Linked DNA regions of Gasterosteus aculeatus: region 2 is linked to region 1. Evidence: chromatin contacts called from public Hi-C data. All regions are on one chromosome and are shown on one strand. Each heading gives the region's core, a stretch centred on a gene start, on an enhancer-like site or on the middle of the called end of the contact. The rest is flanking DNA. Distances are from core to core; before and after follow the strand shown. Region 1 holds the start of pcdh9 (protocadherin 9). Region 2 overlaps pcdh9 (protocadherin 9).

Region 1 (4,058 bases), core at 744-3,243:
GCACTTCTCATCTCCCAAAATACGTCCCGAGGAAAACAGACGGGTGTCTATTTAGCTTCTTTTTCCTTGTGTTCTCGCCCCTCTCCTCCTCCTCTTCCTCCTCCCCCCCGGGCTACCTGGTCAGGTGAAGGAGGCAGCAAGGTGAACTCGAGAGGAGAGACCGGTGTCCCGTCATGATTCAAGTTCATCAGCCGGCGGAGACACAAGGTTAAAAAGATATCGTGAAGGGGGGAGAAGAAGAAGAAAGAGAGAGAGAGATAAATCTCGTGGTAACCTGAATAGAGGCTGTTCGGTGGGACACCGACGCGCAGCGTGTGTGTGCCGTTTATCCGCGCACTCTCGCTCCCGGAGCAGAATATCTCGCACTAACTCCGTGTAAACCCATAGGAGGTGGTGGCGGTGGTGGTGAAGTACACCGCACGCCGACGCCTCCACCACCGCCTGCCCTCGTGATTGGACACCGCCCCCCCCCTCTCTTTCGGTGGCGTCGGCAGCCCGAGCGGCCACGGGATTGGCCCGGAGTCACGTCACTCCATGCAGGCCGGCGGGGGGGCTGTCCGCGGTGAGATGCTCCGTGGAGATGCTGCAGGCTGCGGAGACGCTTAACGAAGGGGGTGAGGAGGGGGTAAGGGGGGGGGGGGGGGGTGATGATGCCGATGAGGATGATGAAGCCGCCAGTGCCGCTTATGGTAACGTAGTAAAAAAAATGAAAGCGTTATTGTGAGGATTATGGGAAAAGGCACAGAGTCACTGGCTCCGAAGGGACACAGCAGCCAACCTGTTAGGCTGTTGTCGGGGAGGCTCCACTAATTGGGGTGGACACACACACACACACACACACACGCGCGCGCGCGCGCACTCACGCCAAAAGACACAAGACTGAAGCAAACAAAACGGACGAACTGCCCCGGGTTCCAAACGGGGAAGACTTGCTAGGAATGAAGGGTTTAAGCCCTGCGTGAGGCGATCCGCCCTCCAGACACGGATTCCGTTGTCCACGCGTGTTTGATCGCCACCGTCATGTGTCCGTGAGAAACAACCTTGAGAGTTGTCCCATTCATCCGAGCCTCCGCGTGGTGCGACCTCGTCGCAGAATGAAGTGAACCGCGTGTCTTTATCTTTGATCATCTCTCTTTTATTTTTGTTCATTTTTTTTGAGTTTGCTATTTCTTGCAAATGATCCGTGGCGATCCGAGCAGGCTGGGACGTGACTTTGAAATTGCCCGTCACCCCAGACCACAGAGCAACAAGAGGTGGCCGAACCGTGTAACTGAGCCGAGTACACGCACGCACACACACACACACACACACACACGTCCGAGGTGGAACAGTGCAGCTGGAAAGTAGCATATTTAGTAACACAGAAATCAGAGTCAGCTGTCCACATCCTGCCACCCTTTAATGCACACTGCCATCGTCATCTTAATTTCAATGCAGTAGATAAACCCCCCAACTCCATCCGCGGCTCTCTGCCTGTGATGCTGCTGCTCTTGCTGAGAAACACAAGCTGTTGAGCTCCAAAGACTTAGTAGCCTGCCGTGGTGAACACTGCCATCTTGAGGTGCTCCGACACCAATGCCCGGGACCGTCGTGGGCGCTTTGCAGCTGCAGGAATCACCTGACTAAACGTTAGTGAAGCAACACTTTAGCGCACATGCTTTTTTTGACAAACCCGTGGCAGCAGAATAAAGGGTTCAGCAAGTGGCGGGCGTAAGAAGCAAAGTGTGAACGAAGGGACAGCCGAGGTGAGAATCCGCCCGGTGTCGGGAGTGATGCAAAGGACGTGGGACCCGCACGCCGTTGAGGTGAGAAGCAGGCAGCCAATGTCTCCCGAGGGTGCCGGCTGACTGCCTGCTCAGCAGTACGTTAGCACAACCGACCTGATGGCCTGACCTTTTCCGCCTCTGGACGCAGCCGTCGGCGTCCTTCGCTCAGGAGAGAAAGGAGCGATCTCTCACTTCGGCGTGACAGGGAAAGGTGACAACATAACCCGTGTACAGTGGTGGAGTGCGCTCTCGCTCGGCTGGCCAGATGGAGTCATTACAAACTCATTGCTAGCTTCAACTTGCTGCCCTGGAGGGTGTTGTTGCGAAACGAGAGAGAGAACGTTTTGATTCGACAGGACTTTCCAACGTCTCTGAGGTGTTTGTGTGGGTTGCCACTGGGCCCCGTTAAACGGTGGTTGGGATCATTACTGGGGAGGTAGTTCACACCCCACCAACATACTATAAAGTGTACAAGACACTGGTACTTGATAACCACATCTTCCAATCCCCTCAGTAGATCTAATATGGTAATTGTGCGTCGAAATCTCATTTATGGGAACTTAAAGATGAGTTGATCTTTCACAAACTTGTGTTCTCATCGGTTCCTTCTGTGATTGTGTCACGTGATCTTGACACCAGAAGGGCCTTAACTCTGCAAACGCAGCGGCTCCCAAATTCTCTCAAATTTGTTATCTCCTTATTTAGTCTGTTTTGAACTGGCTGCAGCTAAGTCAAGTTCCTTACAAGTGATGAATAATAATATGATGAGAAGTATGCTAATATTTGCTCTAGGTCTTCGGGTGTTCCTCCTACATTCTTGTATTGAAGAGAGGGCCTGAGGGAAGGGTCCAAACCTAAGGCCTTATGATTCCCCATACACGGGTCCAGTCAATCACTCCATTCACCTTGATTCTCACACTGACTTATTGACCACTTCGTGCCGTTGAAATGGCCTCATGAATAATACAAGCAAAAAAAAGTTTATTTTCCATGTCTGATAAAGTACAAGGGCAAACAGGTAATTCACACATTTTCTAACTTTGATAAAGTCTGAGGAGCCGGTGCTGGAAAAGTGAATCCGTTCTTGTCGTGACTTCGGCGTTGATACGCAGCCAAGAAGCAGCAAACACGCCTGCAGGATGATGCCAGTGTGGTTTCTCTCTGTGTGCCATTGTTCCCCTAAAAAACACAACTAACACCTAACATTTATTTGAAAGTTTTTCAATGCATTATTTGTGTTCTTATGCAACATTAAATCACCTTCCCAGGAAAATCACAGTGAGAATATTGTTTCTCAGTGCAACACGATGTTTTAATCATGTTGCACAACTTTACCTCATGAAAAAAAATCCCACTCACTGTGAGGATGTTCTCACTGAGAATATTGTCTACAGCTGTAATAGAGTTCTTCAATATGACACATTTGAACAGGATATGAGTAAGTTCGACTAACTCTTTTTTGTGTGTCTTGTTTGTCACGATATGCAGGTTATGTCTTCACATAATTGTGTGCAAGAGACGTTTTCCAGGTGTACGTTCAAAATATTGCAAATGAATCCGGCCTGAAGATCTTGAATTATCCAAACCCATTGCAATGTCAAAAAAATAATTGAACAACGCTCTGCACTTCCTCGTAATGTAATGAATCAGCTGGGTCTAGGGGAAAACCATCAGTGAGCCTATTATCACATGAGCTGAATCCTGGCACTTTCAATACTGTACAACTACCACCTGCCCACTAAGCAAGTGTCAGTGCTTGACATTGTGCATTAATACACTATCTTGAGTTGTTTTTACTCAGGACCAGAGGACACGCTGCTTACCGTAGCTGGATTATCAGTTGGATGTATAAAATATGAACAGAGAGACCATCGTTCTTCCATCCCCTTCCGTTACTGTTTTGGCAATGTATAAATAGAAAGTTACCCGACTCTATTCCTGTGGTTTAGCTCCCTCTTTATTAAATCCCAGCGGGTGCATTGGTTTTATTTGTTCCTTGTCAATACCACCTCAGCGCGCCCACTGGTGAAAACTTCAAACCCTTTGGCCAGCGCTACTCCTCTCAAAAGTAGTAATGACCCAGCAGATAATTTGCATCAAACATGCTGTGGGCCCGGAATACTAATAGAGCTTCTATTCAGATATCCCCCAAGTTAAAACATTGTTTTGGATTCTGAAAGGGATTCTTTTCCTGTTTGCTATCCAAGGGATTCCAGTGAAATCCAAACTTAACAAACCTTTGAGCAAGTTGTGTTCCTTAACAAGGTAGTAAAAATATACTGTGATACTTAA
Region 2 (4,058 bases), core at 322-2,821, 95 kb before region 1:
TCTCAGGGCCGTGCAGCATTAATGGCATATCTACAGTCACAGGGTGACCATATGCTTGTGCATTTGGTCAGGACACATGCTCGCAAACACTCACTCAGGGACACACACATCGCACCAGCCACCGCTCACGGCCAAGGGACACAAGGATCAGCTCCAACGTGTCTCCCTTCCGTCTGCTGGTCAGTCTGGATGCATTCCCAAAGTAAATCCTAAAGCCAGAAACAGGAGCCGCACTTTGTGGTATCAGTATAGATGTGACTCACAATTTACATGATATTTTGCTTAAATTCCATGGATTTGTGTCTCAACATATAGAAAGCCTACTATCTTAATGCTTGTAATGGCATAGTGCTGAAACAAGTCCAGAGATGCAGCGGTTCAATAAAGTTGCTTCTCTCTCTGTCTAAGTCTTTCTCCCTCTGCCCTTTGAAAAGCCGTGGTCAGCATTAGTGGGCTGACCTCCATTGTCTTGCAGAAGCAAAGGGGGTCCAGAGGATGTAAAAGGGAAATTTGTCCGGATATGACAGAGATGTGGGATTGTCAATGGTCACTTAGGCTAAAGAATAATCTAATTCCTCAGTGAGGAGACAACATACTGAACCAGTAGAAAGCATAGAAGGCCTGGATAGTCACTCAAGTGAAATTTAAAAAGCAATTTTCCCTTTTGCTGAACAACGTCTGCCAAAGATGACTGATAAGATTTCCCAATTTGCTGTACTGACAGATGAGGCATAAATTAAATATCGGGCAGATTCAGTTAGTTTCTACCTCATGACACAAGATTATATACTCAAATACCTTTAAATCTCAATTTAACTATGCTTTACATTTCTTTTGTACAAAAAAAGTATGTTTAATCTTTTCCTTTTTTAAACTTAATACACACACACACACACACACACACACAGTGGGCTACGTTGAACTGGTTCACTAAGGGCAGCTGTCGGATAGAGGTCTGCGGGTTCAGGGATGAGACCATGCTGATGCTTCTGTTCGTGATAATTACAGATGTTTGGATTTTCGCAGAGAGAGAGAGATCCGAGGTTCATTCCCTTTTTTTATTCCCCAGGGGAAAACAATCATCGCACATTTTTGTTCAAATTCTGCACTTTGGTTTTAAAGACACACTATGAATGCGCCCTACCTGCTTGCCAGCACCACAAGGGGGAAACATTGTCCATCAACTCTATGCGCTCTATGAAAGCACTTATTTTTCCCTCTCTTTTTTTCCACCCTGTAATTTGTGTGATTTTAATGTTTGTCTATCACCCCACTCTCCCCTCTCTCTCTCTGTTTCAGTAATATAATCAATATGTTCAATCCCTGTCAATCTACAACTTAAAACTCACTTACATCAGAGACCCGCATCCATCAAATATCTCAAGGTCACGGATGGGCCGAGGATGAAGGGCCGAGATAAATGCGCCCAAGTGTTTTTCCTGTAAGTGTGTGCGTGGATAGAGAGCAGGGGACCGATGATTGAACGAGGGAGCCTGTGTGCTGGAGAGAGACACAGTCAGTCGTAGAATCAGCGACAGACACAAAGGCAGAGGCAGCGGTGGGGGGGCGACTAATGGAGAAGCAGCACAGAGCTCAGCACCACCCTAAGAGTCTCTGTAAGTCAGACTGAGTCGTGGTCTGAAATTAGCTGATTTTTCACTGCGAGCGCTGCACATTATCTGGGTGTGGAACGGGGAGAGGAGCAGAGCAGGGGAGCACTGGGAGGAGGGGGGGGGTCGGCGTTTAACTTAACAAGATTAATATGTTTGCCTCATCTCTCTGGGTTTTATTTCCTTCTCCTTGCAGGGCCCTTGTCAAATCTCTTTGGACAGGCTCTCACACATGACGCTGGAAGGAGACCTGAAGGACACTCCGCACCAGTCGCAGGAAAGAGGAAGAGGCTCCATTTTGCGACTTGTGATTAACGTGGGCGTAAATGTACGTCAAAGCATGACGCACGTTAACGGACCTTCTAATGTTGAATTTCATTAGCTTTCTGCACCCGTGACTCTGCTTAGAAATCGTAATTTCTCAAACTGAAATGAGTCTTTCAGTCAGACAGTCAGCTGCATATCATGTGCGTTCTGAGATATCAGTAGCACATTTGAGTACTCTTTTGTGTGTCGGGGTCATTAGACAGACTAGTAAGCACGAATGACATCAAATGTTGGGGCCATAAGAAAAATAAAACCTGTGCATTTAGACAAAACAGCCACGATAATTACGCCGGGAATAACCGTGTATGCAGACAGAGTATTGCTATGAGGAGATTAAAGAATACGTATGATGAGATTAAGGAGAGGGATGAAGCGATTAAGACTGACTACTTTAAAATGATTATGAAAGGCTTAGGAGGGTAGGTCGTACACAGCATATTAGAGAGACACCGAGCGAGGCAGGACACAGAGCAATCTGGAGTTTTTGATCCGTGGAAACAACAAAGAAGAGCGAGTTGTGGTTGTTATAGTCTTATGTCAATAGAATTTTCATTGATATTACCAGCGAGAAAGGACGAAACAGAAGAGGGAAAACGGAAAAAAAGAGTAAAAAGCGAGGCGTATGCACTCCCACGTGACCTAGGAGAAACAATGACAATCAAATGGCCTGCAGCAGACTTCCCCCTCTCTCCCTCACAGTCTCTCTCTCTCCTTTTCTGTGTACTTTGATGTACAAAATAGCCCCAATCCATAAACAGCACCATTACTTTCCCTGCCTACCTACAGTGCTCGCTCTCTTTTTCTCACCCGTCTTTTACCATCCCCCCCTCTTCCTGTCTCTCAACACACACACAGACACAATTTCCATCCCATCCAAAGCTACCTTCAAGGTAGCTTTTGCCAGAGGCTTTTTATTTGGCCATGGGTAATATGGAAGGCAGTGGGAAATTGTGGGTCGTCCATAGCATCGATGCTAGACACGGTAACGTAGGAGTGACAGGGACATGGAGCAATTCACACCTCCTCCATTGTATCAGCATACCTCTTTTTATTATCATTCTGTCGAACGTTTTCCGGCTCACAAGAAAGCAGTAGAGGTTCAAAGTTCTGACCTGTAACTGCCAAACAAGGCAGATGAATAGAACCTTGCCTTCCATACGAATGCATGAATAGAATTGGAAATGCATAGGGCCGGTGTTGAGTATGTTCCTGTTTTCTGATAAATCTACTGAGCCACATTTTTCCTGTCACTCAAAATACTATTCAAATGTTGTGTTTGAGGACTTTTTTGTTCCCCAAATAAGAGTAGAATTTTTATAAAAGCTGACTTGGAACCAAGAAAATGCTTTTACTTAATTTTGGCTTTTATAAATTCTTTTTCCAAATAGCCAAAAGGAAATACAATGTGCTGAATTGTGGTCCTATTGAAATGGAGGCTTGGTAGAAACACGGTTAACAATGTGTACAAAGATAGGGAGGCTAAAATGCGTCTCGCTGAACCACCTTTGAAGGATGAATCTTCCCTGGCAACCAGCTATTTCTCTCTCAGCACACAAAAGGGCATCAAACGGCAAATTCAGGTCAGGCAGTCAGGTGGGTAGGCAGCCATCTGACATTTCATTAAAGGTGATTGTCAATGAATAGAGCTTTCGTGCTGAGTGGAAAGATCTGTGTTATATTTGCTAGTAAAATATGACAGTTGTTAAATGAAAGCTCTTTCACCATTAGGACAAATATGGTAAAGAATATCGCAAAGGATATTGGCAAATATGTAGAGCTTATAGGGCAGGAGCCATCGTTTCCTAGCGCGCAGATTTGTTGTATATTCTAGCAATTGATCAGAATTTTGTAACCTTAATCCTTTATGGTAATTAAAATTATCTGTAATTCTATGGTTATCATTCATAGACATGTTCTTTCAGGTGATCTTGAAAGTGGTTAGCGGATCATGGCCACAGAAAACATTAAGCATGTTTACGTAGTAGTGTGCATTTAAAAGCGACAAGACTCCCTTTTTCTCAGCTTTTTGTATCAATTATCCCTCGTGAGATACAGACTGCATATGGTAGAAATCTAGTCTGCACTAAATGGCAACATGCTGACAGTGAACCGTCCTCTTTT

The links. Hi-C and Micro-C count contacts between places; a contact is called where the count stands out from the background.
Region 2: a Hi-C map of skeletal muscle shows a contact between it and region 1, with 3 times the contacts expected there. The contact joins the enhancer-like site here to the promoter of pcdh9 in region 1. A contact is called at or near these places in 3 of 6 Hi-C or Micro-C datasets (liver and skeletal muscle).

Annotation. Positions count from the first base shown.
Region 1 is chr12:8,103,311-8,107,368 of fGasAcu3.hap1.1, reverse strand. It overlaps pcdh9 (protocadherin 9), which reads right to left and starts at 1,993. Exons shown (of 5, transcript XM_078084999.1): 1 at 1-1,993.
Region 2 is chr12:8,197,949-8,202,006 of fGasAcu3.hap1.1, reverse strand. All of the region lies in intron 3 of pcdh9 (protocadherin 9), which reads right to left. Among protein-coding and RNA genes, the nearest start is that of pcdh9, 95 kb to the right of the region's middle. Within about 2 kb of position 1,571, at least 1 of the 9 cell types and tissues checked has open chromatin away from gene starts, as enhancers often do.